Linked DNA regions of Mus musculus: region 1 is linked to region 2. A link is a contact called in public promoter capture Hi-C data. All regions are on one chromosome and are shown on one strand. Each heading gives the region's core, a stretch centred on a gene start, on an enhancer-like site or on the middle of the called end of the contact. The rest is flanking DNA. Distances are from core to core; before and after follow the strand shown.

The links. Promoter capture Hi-C pulls out the DNA fragments that hold promoters and counts their contacts.
Region 1: a contact with region 2 is called in a promoter capture Hi-C map of neutrophils. The contact joins the promoter of Slc40a1 here to the enhancer-like site in region 2. A contact is called at or near these places in 6 of 39 promoter capture datasets (the C10 cell line, the HPC-7 cell line, fetal liver and 2 more), 1 of 15 datasets of contacts at CTCF or cohesin (the NIH/3T3 cell line), 13 of 484 Hi-C or Micro-C datasets (the G1E-ER4 cell line, bone marrow-derived macrophages, embryonic fibroblasts and 7 more), 9 of 115 datasets of contacts at active chromatin or transcription factors (cardiomyocytes, embryonic stem cells, microglia and 2 more) and 3 of 9 other capture datasets (adipose tissue, liver and pancreatic islet).

The regions. Positions count from the first base shown.
Region 1 is chr1:45,922,781-45,928,583 of GRCm38.p6, reverse strand. It overlaps Slc40a1 (solute carrier family 40 (iron-regulated transporter), member 1), which reads left to right and starts at 2,990. Exons shown (of 8, transcript NM_016917.2): 1 at 2,990-3,363; 2 at 3,800-3,867. The coding sequence starts at 3,321.
Region 2 is chr1:45,877,690-45,884,004 of GRCm38.p6, reverse strand. No RefSeq gene overlaps it. Among named protein-coding and RNA genes, the nearest start is that of Slc40a1, 45 kb to the left of the region's middle. Within about 2 kb of position 2,999, at least 37 of the 459 cell types and tissues checked have an H3K27ac peak or open chromatin away from gene starts, as enhancers often do. A contact at or near this core is called in the G1E-ER4 cell line, the HPC-7 cell line, bone marrow-derived macrophages and 2 more, where this site is marked.

The DNA.
Region 1 (5,803 bases), core at 1,741-4,240, 45 kb before region 2:
TATTGTATACATTATTGTAACATACACAGTGTATATATTACCACGTATATAATGTAATAAATATATATTTAATATTCATACACAAATACTATATATTATGTATAACACATACTTATAAATGTTTATATATTATATGTTATAAATGTTGTATAACAAAATATTTATATATAATATATAATGTAAATAATGTATATTACATATTAAATATATACTTTTGAAATATTATGCATTCATTTTTTAAAGCTAGAGATGTATGAGGAGAATGGAGGAGAGGTCACGTATTTATACAAAGCTTGCCAAGGTTGAGTTTCTTGGGATACTCAACCAAAATAAAGCGTTATGATGATGATCATCTTTCTGTTCGTTGTCTATGACTTGAAGTAAGACCCTGAATTTGAATTTCTCAAGAGTCTACTCAGTTTGAAGCTTATAGAAGTCTCAGACAGTCTTGAAAGGCACTTGAACAGAATTGTGGCTTTGTACTGTTAAAGCTTTGCATCTGATGGGAGCTCTGTCCTCAGAGCTAAGGCTTCCTGTAACAGTGGATGATAACCCCACTGTGTTTTTTCCTTTTCATTTGTCTTCACGGCTGTGGAGTAGTGGCCATTCCCTGTGCTGTTTTTGATCTGGAGAGCTGCAGGTGCAGAAGAGGCAACTGAGGGCCCTGGAGGTAAGTAAAAACACAACTTGAAAGGAAGGAATAAGTCCTTTTATTCCCCAACCATAAATATGTGTTAACAACTTCCAATCAGAGTACATTTTATTCTGGCTGGAAGATTTAAAAGGCTCTTTTAAAACTAACAGACTTTTAAACAGCTCAATAGTGACACACGCCTGTTATTCCAGTGCTGGGGAAGCTGAGGCAGAAGGATTCTGAGTTCAGAGCTGGTATGAGTAACTTAGATTCTGTCTCATAAATATCATATTGAAATGAATTGAGAAATAGTTTTGGGGGGCACTTATTTTTTGTTTTTGAAAACTGGTTTAAAACATGCATGACTTGTTTAGTTATGATTACATTGATAAGAAAGTTATATATTTTCTGTTCTGAGAGGGAAAACATTGCTTTTGGATGAAACTTTACTTTTCAATCAGTGAAATGTTTCTGTGGTAGGAGGAAGAGCCAGTGGTGTCTTGTGACTGAGCTATGCTTTCTAATCTGGAATGTCAAGGCCAGGAAACTCTGTCACTTGTGTACTCCAAGCGTTCTGAGAATTTTTATTCCATTTTCTATTTTAACTCCTTCTATGTCATGAGCTCCAACAATACACTAACTATTCATTCCCAACGACTAGGATAGGAGCCCTGGCCAAGTCCTCAGATATTGAATGCTTTTTCTGTCTATGAATCTTGCTCATTTGCTGCTTGCTTCACTGTGGGACCCCACCTGTTCTTAGCACTCTCCTAGTTTGGGCTTCTGAGGACTCCTTGGTGACAATGGGGAACAGAAGCTCCCCATTGATGACAATGGAGAACACATCACACTTTGAAGCACGCATCAACTGAGCTCCTGTTTCTCAGAGTCTTCTGACTAGATGTGGGGGATAGCTCTTAAGGCACACTGTACTTAATGCAAAGGGCATGGAGATCCTGTTATTGGCACATACGTGCAGGGAATCAGGATAGTTTGTATTCTGAAGATCAACAAAATTAAAGGAAAGGAAGGAAGGGCTGGGGGAAGAGAGAGACAGAGAGACAGAGAGACAGAGACAGAGAGAGACAGAGAGAAAGAAACCGTCAGAACTTGCTAGATGATCCCTTCCTAAGTGCTTCATGTAAGCACACTTTAGGTTTACTCCAAAAGACATTTGGATATACTACCCCATTTTGCAACTTCAGCAGACATACCCGAACCTGCGATAGAGGAGAAAGGACTTAAACGTTTTGTGTGTCAGGAGAGAGAAAGGTTTGCAAAGGACAAAAAGCGGTTGCAGTAGCAAAGCCCTATCTCGGTTCTGCAGACCTCATCCTAACGAATCCAGCTGCACCCCGCCCGCAAAGACCTTTGGGGCTTCTGATAGAGAGTCCAGATACAAGGCCTGTGCTCATGAGTGGCTCTCTTCATTACCAGGTGTCATTCTGGCAGGGCTGGAAGAGTGCAAGCCGGTTGGAGTTTCAATGTTTAGGATCACTCTTGAAGTGTTGACAAACCTGACAAAGGTAAGGGAAGGGAAGGGCTGACACAAGAAGCAGGTATGCCCTGGGGAGGAAACGGAGGTCATTAGAGGCTTACACCTGGTGTGTATTCACCTGTCCCCCCAGGAGGCTACCAAAAGGGCTTTATCTGCACGGGGCCAGACCCAGGGTCCCAACTGGGACAACCGGTATTCCTGGTTACTTCCCTTCAGCACTTGGAGCCTGTGGAGTAGCCAAAGAGGCAGGAGCGGCTAGGGTTAGAACTCAGAGGGAAAGGACAGTGAAGGGCGCTGCCTCCTTGCAGTGCCTGTGGCACAGAAGGCGGCCTGCGTTCGATCACTGGGCTGCGCGGGGCTACATTGTGATCTTTGAGCCTGCTTCCTGAGCTTTGATTCCGCAGCTTTTGAGAGAGAGCCCTCTCTATAGTTCGGAGAAGGAAAACATTCTGCGCCGCAGGCAGGCCGGACATGACTTGTATTTACTTAGCTACCTGCATTCCGAAGGGTAGCTAGGGTGGGAGGCTCCTTTTTTTCCGCGCCAGCTCCCGCTGAGCTTTGCCTAGGGACTGTCCGGCAATCTGGTGGCCAGAGAGAAGAGCTTCCTTCTAGCACCTGCCAAACGACTTTGTGCAAAATGTTTCTGTAGTGTCCCCTCGGGGTCCGCATACAGTCCCCGTCCTACTGTGCGGGTCACCCCTTGGCTTCTCCTGCGGTAGCCCAGCCAAAGCGCAGGTTGTTTGCGCCTCCTGGGAGGGCGGTGGGAGCGTAGCTGGCGCGGACCTGGACGTCCAGCCGCGAAGGGCGGTCCCTGCTCTCTCAAGCTCCGCCCCCGGCTCCCTATAAGCCGCTGCCCTGCCCGCGGCGGTGGCGGCGGCGGCGGCGGCGGCGAGAGCAGGCTCGGGGTCTCCTGCGGCCGGTGGATCCTCCAACCCGCTCCCATAAGGCTTTGGCTTTCCAACTTCAGCTACAGTGTTAGCTAAGTTTGGAAAGAAGACAAAAAGAAGACCCCGTGACAGCTTTGCTGTTGTTGTTTGCCTTAGTTGTCCTTTGGGGTCTTTCGGCATAAGGCTGTTGTGCTTATACTGGTGCTATCTTCGGTTCCTCTCACTCCTGTGAACAAGCTCCCGGGCAAGAGCAGCTAAAGCTACCAGCATCAGAACAAACAAGGGGAGAACGCCTGGTGTCATGACCAAGGCAAGAGATCAAACCCATCAGGAAGGATGCTGTGGTGAGTTGAGTAATCGAATGTTTCAAATGGTGGGAATGCAGGTGGGGACGGGGAGATGTAGTTCCATGAGGGTTGACTTGGGTTTTGATGGAGGGTGAAGAAGAATATAAACTCATAGTTTGAATAAAAGAACTTACATATAGGCAGGGATAGAGTAACCTGGGCAGGGTGAAATTTCTTGCATTAAAAAAACAAACCCCACCAAAGTTAAGGAATGTTGAAACAAGAGTTTCTTCACTGCCTGAAGTTGGGGCGGTTATTGACCAAGAGACAACGCTGAATCTTAAGTGGATGCTATTAAGTAAACTGAATGCATCAGTCTTGTAAGTGACCTGTTTAAAAAAATCAGACTTAATTACGACCAAAAGCAAATTCTAATCTGAGCACATTGGGGTGCTTAAACACGTTTTTTAACTTGTTCTCTGTGCCTTTCTAGGATCCTTAGCAAACTACCTGACCTCAGCAAAATTCCTCCTCTACCTTGGCCACTCTCTCTCCACTTGGGTAAGTGAGAATGCACACAGTTCTTGAGACATCGTTGCACAAGCTGTTGTTTACTCTCATCGGAGACAGTTGTATTGGAGAACTTGCAGTTTTCTCATTCCGTTAAGTAAATAAATCGTTCTAAAACACATGTTTCAACAAAAACGTTGTTTTCTTCAAAGATGTTTCCCATGAGTGTTAGTAAATTTTACTTAATAGTGAAATTCTAAAGCTTTACATAGACCGACAACTGTTTGAAACAAGATCCACAAGGACAGGAAAACTTGCATAGTTACTAGGGTTGGTAAATTCTAACTGGGCCTCCTACTGAACTGGAAAGGTATTTCATGGGCCCTCTTGGGTTTACGTCTGGTACCAGCATGCAGCATTATAGAAACAGAGTACAAGGGTAGACTGGCGAAAACTGGCATAATAGGATTACAATAGTATTGTAAGATGAGTTTAAGTATACCTAATCAATGATCAAACATCTAAATGATAACAGCTCTAATCTTCGAAGTTGTTATCTGTGGCTACTTAATTTGTGGGTAGTGTTAAAAGCCACCACCCAATGAAAATTAGCTATGGATTCACAGTTCTTCCTTTGGCTTCCTATGGGAGAATCTCAGTTTTTCTGCTGGCCTGGGATCCTCTATCAACTCCTCGATACTCATTAGCAGGCTGGCTGTGCTCAATGGATAATTATTAGAAACTGTCGGGTTAAACAATCATTCTTACTGCTTAAAAGCATAAACATATTCTGTGCGTTACAAATAAGGAAAATGAATTTCTAAAGAATATTTTGAAGTGCTAATTTCTTTTTAATGAAATCCCCTATTGATTGATTTATAAGACGTGAATGGAAACCATCATGAGGAAATGTATTCCCTATGCCATTGGGAAATTAAGTTGGGTTGTTGGCTCTCTAAGGAATAGCAGTCCTAGATAACTTTTTAGAAAAGGAAGCTCCCATCTTTTTGAATGCTTACAAAGGGGGTGATTTTGCAAATAAATGAATAAACAAAGTGGAATTGGCTAGAGTTTGCTTTGAAGATGGGTATAAGGGGGAAAAGCAAAACAAAACAGTGAAGAACCCTTTATACATCTAAACCAATAGTTTGTTCTCCCAATTTAATGTCATAATAAGCATTAAAAGGACCAGTAATGGACGTGTCTGAAGTCCCCTTGGACAACCAGGTGCCTCGCTTCTAAGCACTGATTAACTTCCAGGTTCATGTGACCTTTGGGTGACAGACTGGGTGTCAGGCTCCAGAAACATGAGAGGAGCTATGTGTGTTCCAGGGCAATTTGAAAAAGACTTCCGTCAGAAAATTTAAAGCAAGTTCCAAAAGAAAATGAAAGATGCTTGTTGAAACCTAATAGTAAATTAAGTAAATGGACAGGTCCTCGGGAGAAAGAGGGATGAAAAGTAACAATAGCACTGGAAGCCATAGAAGGGTGGGTCGGATTTTATTCCTCACTGCAAAGGAATGCAAGAAAGGATTGCTAATTTTGTTTTATGTCCTTCGTATCTTGTGGGTCACTCTGTTTACATATATATATATATATATATATATATACATATATAATATATACATACATATGTGTGTATATATACATATATGTGTATATAAAATATTATTATATATTATTTAATTATATTTCTATTTAACTATTATTTATAAATAAAATATTGTATATACATTTTACAGCACTGCTAAGTCATGATTTCTTAGATATTGGATATAGAAAGCAATTGGACAGAAGATTCTCTGAAGTTGGGTTTGTGTTGAATTGTATGGTTTTTAATTTCTGAATTCCTGTCTACTAATGGATCAATACATTTTATGCTACCATTGGAGTACAAAATAAGTAAGAAGTAGATGCTTTTGTTCAGGCGTTTATAATTTAATTTAGTATGGACTTTTAACAACAAAAATAGCAATGGAAAGCCTGT
Region 2 (6,315 bases), core at 1,750-4,249:
TATTTACTCAGTGTCTGTCTCAACACTGTTACTGAACTTGGGGATCACAGACTGTACCACAGGCTAGATTTGGCTACCAATCATCTTCAATAAAAGGAATGAGTTAGGAATGCACAGCTTTAAAGAAATGATTTAAAGTGGCCACAAAGGGAAGAGAGACAAAGTCTAACTTTGTCTTTGGGGGGTCCTAAAGTGAAATTAAACTTTAATAGAGGGCCAAGGATATGTTCACCTAAGCAGTCCCAGCCAAGGCTTGGTCCTGCCCACCATTGGACCATCATTGTTTAGACTTTAGTCTAATCCTGTATTTGTCTTGACAAGTTGATAAAACTTTTCAAAATCTCTTTCTAGAGATAAGACCCTCTCTGCATGGTGCCTTTTTATTCTCTCAGCATGAGATTTCCTGGAGAATTTCAACCTCCTTTGGGGTCTATTGTTTTAATAATCTGAGAGGTTGAAAGATACAAGAGTCTTTTAGGGTTGAGAATACTCAAGGTACAATCCACAAACCATAGGAAGCTCAAGAAGAAGGAAGATCTAAATGTGGATGCTTCAGTGCTTCTTAAAGGGGAACAAAACACTCACAGGAAGAAATATAGAGACAAAGTGTGGAGCAGAGACTGAAGAAAAGGCATCCAGAGACTGCTGCACCTGGGGATCGATCCCATGCACAGTTGCCAAACCTGGGTACTCTTGAGGATTCAAGGAAGTGCTCGCTGATGGGAGCCTGATCTGGCTGTCTCCTGAAAGGCTCTGTTAGACCCTGACAAATACAGAGGTGGATGCTCACAACCAACTATTGGACTGAGTGTGGGGCTACCTGATGGAGGAGTTGGAAAAGGGTCTGAAGGAACTGAGCGGTTTTGTTGCCCCATGGGTGGGGAGGGGGGGGAGCAACAGTGTCAATTTGCCAGACACTCCAGAGCTCCTGGGGTCTGGACTACCAACCAAAGAGTATACAAGGAGGGACCCATGACTCAGGCTGCATATGTGGCAGAGGATGGCCTTGTTGGACATCAGTGGGAGGAGCAGCCCTTGGGCCTGAGGGGTTTCTAAGCTCCAGTGTAGGGGAATGCCACAGAGGGAAGGCAGGAGTAGGTGGGTGGGCAAGCACCTTCATAGAGACAGTGGGGGGTGGGGAGGGGTAGGGGTTTCCAGAGGGGAGACCTGGAAAGGGGGTATTTGAAATGTAAATAAAGAAAATATCCAATAAAAGGGAAAAGAAAAAAGAAAAAACAGGAGTCTTTTTGAATATCTTCTTTTTTGATAGGCTGGTCATTAACCACATAAGGTCAATGTGACTTATTGTTGCTTATCTCCAGAGCTTTAAACAATGTCTGGTGCATAAAATGATCCAAATGAATATGCTGGATGGACAAAAAGGAAAGAATAAAGAGCTTTAGTTGCTTGCCAGGGCCTGACAAGCAGCAGTGTGATATTGTTATGCCTAGGTCACAGGATCTCCAGAACTCTAAGAACTGCATAAACAGGCATAAACAGGGATTCTCGGACTTCAAGATGACACAAGGAGGTGACAAGGGAATTTATCCTTCAAACACGTTCAGACAGCAGGGCAGAATTTCAACTGGGAGGAGGGACTCTTTTGACCTGGGAAGTAACTTTATGGTGCTATCAGGAACTAGTAGTGTGTTTTTAATTGCCCTCTTCTCATAACTCAAACGTGGGGGCACTTGTTTTCTTCTCTTCTTCCAAGGACAGGAGCCACCTGCACTTGGAAGTGCTAGCCATCTATCCATCTATCAGGGAGTGTTGCCAACCTCAATGACATGGGGACTGAGGGATGTCGCTGTTTGTCTATTCTCAAGCTGGCATCTGTTGCTGTAGGGAGGGGTCGTTAGGGAGTGCCACCCTGAAAACGACAATAGCAATATTTCAGTGCCAGACCCGGCCCTCTCTGAAAAGCTGGGGAGGGGGAGCTCGCACGAATGGTGAGAAAGAGCAAGGGGGGGGGGGTGATGGGAAGCTCTGAGAGCATGGAGAAAGTGAGGAGGCAGGCTGCCTGCTCCCCTTCAATAAATATGGCTACTATATAAAAGGAGACAGTGATGAGGTGGGAAGAACACACTTCCACTAGCTTCTGGTAACCACACTCATGTGTTGGGTCACATCCTTTTGTTTTTTTCCCCCACAAAGATAACAATTTATCTCAGTTAAGTTCTGGAAGATTTAATGTAAGGCATTGGCAGAAATAGGCCAGAGACAAGTCCTAGAAACTCAAGAATCAGCCTGTGTGAGGGAGGCTTCATAGGTGACAGAGGGACACATCGGAGTTTGAATCATTTTGTTGCTTCTTCAGGGTCAGCACACTCAATGTTGAGAGTGACTCAGCTGTTTCTAGTTTCCCTGGACCCTGCCTGCTCAGCTTCCTCACTGGTTTGCTTAGTTTCACATTTGAGCTAATCTTCCTCATCTTTCCCATGATGTCAATCTCTACTCGTGACTTTGAAAAGATGCTTTTCAATAGTTTTCTGCCCTTCTAGATTGCTTTTCTTCTGCTCTGTTAGAGGCAGTCACACTATCTAATTTGGTCAACAGCTATCTTCCCCTTTTCTAAAAGCCCCCATCACCCTAAGAGGAAGCAGGCAGATATGGGGGTGCCATTCCCTTTCCTAGCTTCTGATACTCCAGTGCAATCTCCAATCTCTTCCTTTTACATTTTTATTTTATTTGAGACAACGTCTCACTATGTGCCTTGGCAGACTGAAAATTCACTTTGTAAATCACACTGAATATGAACTTGTTAGAGATCTACCTGCATCTACCTCCTGAGTGTTGGGATTAAACGTTTGCACTACCACACCCCCAGCTCAATCTTTTTTCTTATTTCTATTGAAAATAAATTCTTCTCTCATACAATACACTTTGACCACATTATCCCCTCCCTCCACTCCTCCCAGCTCCCTCCCCCACCCCATACACACCTCCTCACTTACTGGATCTACTTCCCCTCCATTTCCCACTAGAAAAGAAGAAGCCTCCGAGAGACAGCAACAAAACACAGCAAAACAAAATACAGTATGACAAGGCAAAAGCCTTCACAATGAAGCTGGACAAGGCAACCCAGCAGAAGGAAAAGATCCCAAAAGCACACAAAAGAGTCACAGACATACCTGCTTCCACAGTTAAGAGGTCCACACAAACACTAACAGCCACAACAAATACACAGAGAGCCTGGTGCAAACACGTGCTGGCCCCATGCCACTTCAGTGTCTGAGCCCATGTGAGCCCCACTTAGTTGATTCAGTGGATCATGATCCCCCAGTGTCCTTGACTCCTTTGACTCCTACAATCGTCCCTCCACCTTCTGGGTTCCAAAGGGAGAGACCTGATGGAGACCTCCAATTTACACTCTCTGCATAATGTCTGGCTGTGGGTCTTGGCATTCATGCTGAGGTGCTGTTGAAGGGAGCCTCTCTGATAACAACTAGATAAGGAACTGATTTACAGAATAGGAGACTATCATTAGGAATCATTTTATTGATTTTTTTTTTTCTACAGAGACTTGAAGTTCTTGTCACGTAGGTCTTTCGTTTGCTTGGTTAGAATTAGACCAAGATATATCATATTATTTGATGCTGTTGTGAAAGGTGGTGTTTCCCTGATTTCTTTCTCAGTCTATTTGTCCTTTGTATATATGAGGTTTACTGATATTTTTATTTTTATTTTATGTTTAATTAATCTTGTATTCAGGCACTTTGCTGAATGTGTTTACCAGTTGTAGGCTTTCCCTGGTAGAATTTTTGGGGTGGCTAATATATACCACCATATCATTGGTGAATAATGATACTTTGACTTCTTGATTTACAATTTGTATCCGTTTGAAGTCCTTCAGTTGCTTTAACTGCTCTAGCTAAAACTTCAAGTGTTATATTGAATAGATATGGAGAGAGTGGGCAATCTTGACTTGTTCCTGATTTAGTGGAATTGCTTTGAGTTTCTCTCTATTTACATTGATGGTAGCTATCAGCTTGCTGTAAATTGCCTTTATTACACTTAGGTATGTTCCCTTAATCTCTCTAGGACTTCTGTCATGAAGCGGTGCTGGTTTTTCTGTCTACTTTTAATGAGATAATCATGTCATTTTTTTTCATTTAGTTTGTTTATATGGTGGATTACATTTTTAAATTTATGTATATTGAACTGTCCCTGTATCTCTGGTATGTATGAAGCCTATTTGATCATGCTTGATGATCGTTTTGATATGATTCAGTTTGAAGTATTTTGAGTATTTTTGTATGTATGCTCATAATGGAAATTTTTCTATAAATTTCTTTCTTTCTTTCTTTCTTTCTTCCTTCCTTCCTTCCTTCCCTCCTTCCTTCCTTTCTTCCTTTATTTCTCTCTCTTTCTCTTTCTTTCTTTCCTTCCTTCCTTTTTTCTTTCTTTCCTTCCTTCATTTTTTCTTTCTTTCCTTCCTTCCTTTTTTCCTTCCTTCCTTCCTTCCTTCCTTCCTTCCTTCCTTCTTTCTTTCTTTCTTTCTTTCTTTCTTTCTTTCTTTCTTTCTTTCCTTCTTTCTTTCTTCTCTTTCCCTTTCTTTTTTGTTTTTGAGTCTTTACGTGGTTTAGGTATTAGGGTAACTGTGGCCTTATAAAATGAATTTGGCAATGTCCCTTCTGTTTTTATTTTGTGGAACAATTTTAGGGGTATTGGGGTTAATTCTTCTTTGAAAGTATGCTAAAACCATCTTGTTCTACGATTTGTTTTTGTTTGTTTGTTTGCTTGCTTGCTTGTTTTGGTGCGGAAACTTCTAATGACTGCTTCTATTTTCTTATGGGTTTTAGGACTGTTTATCTTATCTTGATTAACCTTGTAAGTGGTACCTATTCAGAAATGTTCCAAGTTGGTGGAGTACAGGTTTTTAAAGTATGTCTTTATGACTCTCTGTGTTTTCTCAGTTTCTGTTGTTATGTACCCCTTTTTGTTTCTGATTTTGTTAATTTGAATATTCTCTCCATATTTTAGTTAGTTTGGATAAAAATGTGTCTGTCTTGTTGATTTTTTTCAAAGAGCCAACTTTTTCATTGATTTGGGGGTTTGAGTTTGGGGTAACAGAGAGAGCTGGATATATACTTTTTAAGTCACTAAAATCCCATCTTGGTTTCCTAAGTATATCTGACATCCAGAGGAAGAAAAATGTATCTAAAACTTTACTCATTTTTGGTTGCTTTGTTGGCATGTGGGTATATGTTGATTTTGATATTATTTCTTAAGATGCATAGCCATATCTAAATATTTATTGGATAACACTAATGTAGTGGCCTATTGGAAATATTTGTCTTCCCCCTTCTATTTCTCTATATTTCTGCTGCAGATGATTTTGACACCAATTAACCAGAGAATAAATTTGTCTGTAACTTGTTCCACTCTTCCACTGGCCTCACTCCATACATTTAGTTGATTGTCTTATGTCAACTATTTCCTAAGTGTGCCTTCGATTCCCCACCTCTATTGCTATTCTTCCAATTCATGATCCTGTCATTGCCATCAGAGAACAAATGGCTAGGATGCATACTTATCATATCAAAGTGGACCTGGCAGTTAAATTCTTCCATCTTCCTTCAGTCCCCACCTCTTACAGGATATGACTGGCATGCCTTACCAGTTACTCTAAACTTCTCTAGCCCAGGAACTGTCTGCCCTTCCCCAGATGCCCTTCTGTATATTATCCAGCCATTTTGGTTACCGAGCTCTTCCATCTATGCTTGACCCTCCTAACTTGGTCTGGTTCTTGCCCACAGCCCCATCTTCACATGGCTCAAATTCATGTCTGCTCTAGACTCTCCCAGGTATTCTTGCCTCTGGCTATGTTCTCCCTTTTTATCTAAAATAAACCTCCACCTTTTTTATTTCATTTTTAAATTCATCACCTACCTGAACCAATAAAATGACCTTGCTGGAAATTCTGCTTCTATTCTTTACCTCTGCAATCTTCACACTATGGGGAAATTAAAAGTAGTAATTCAAAATTATTCACTTCATAGAATTATATCTTTCAAACAATATATTTTACCGTTAAGGATAAAGCTTAATCTTCTTGTGAAATGTAAAAACTCTATAATTTAGTCTCTGATCACTGATCACACCTCATTTAATTCCATCTCAGTCCATAACTAACAACTTACAACTACTGAATCTGCCTCATCCTTTCTTATATCCTGGCAAATCCAGTTCTTCTGTCTCAATTCAGTTTGAACGACTTCACTCAGGAGCACTTTCTCAATCAGCTTCAAGGAAGATGGAGGACAATCCTATTATCACCATTTTTATGGCACTTGTCTCAAGGCTGTGAAATGA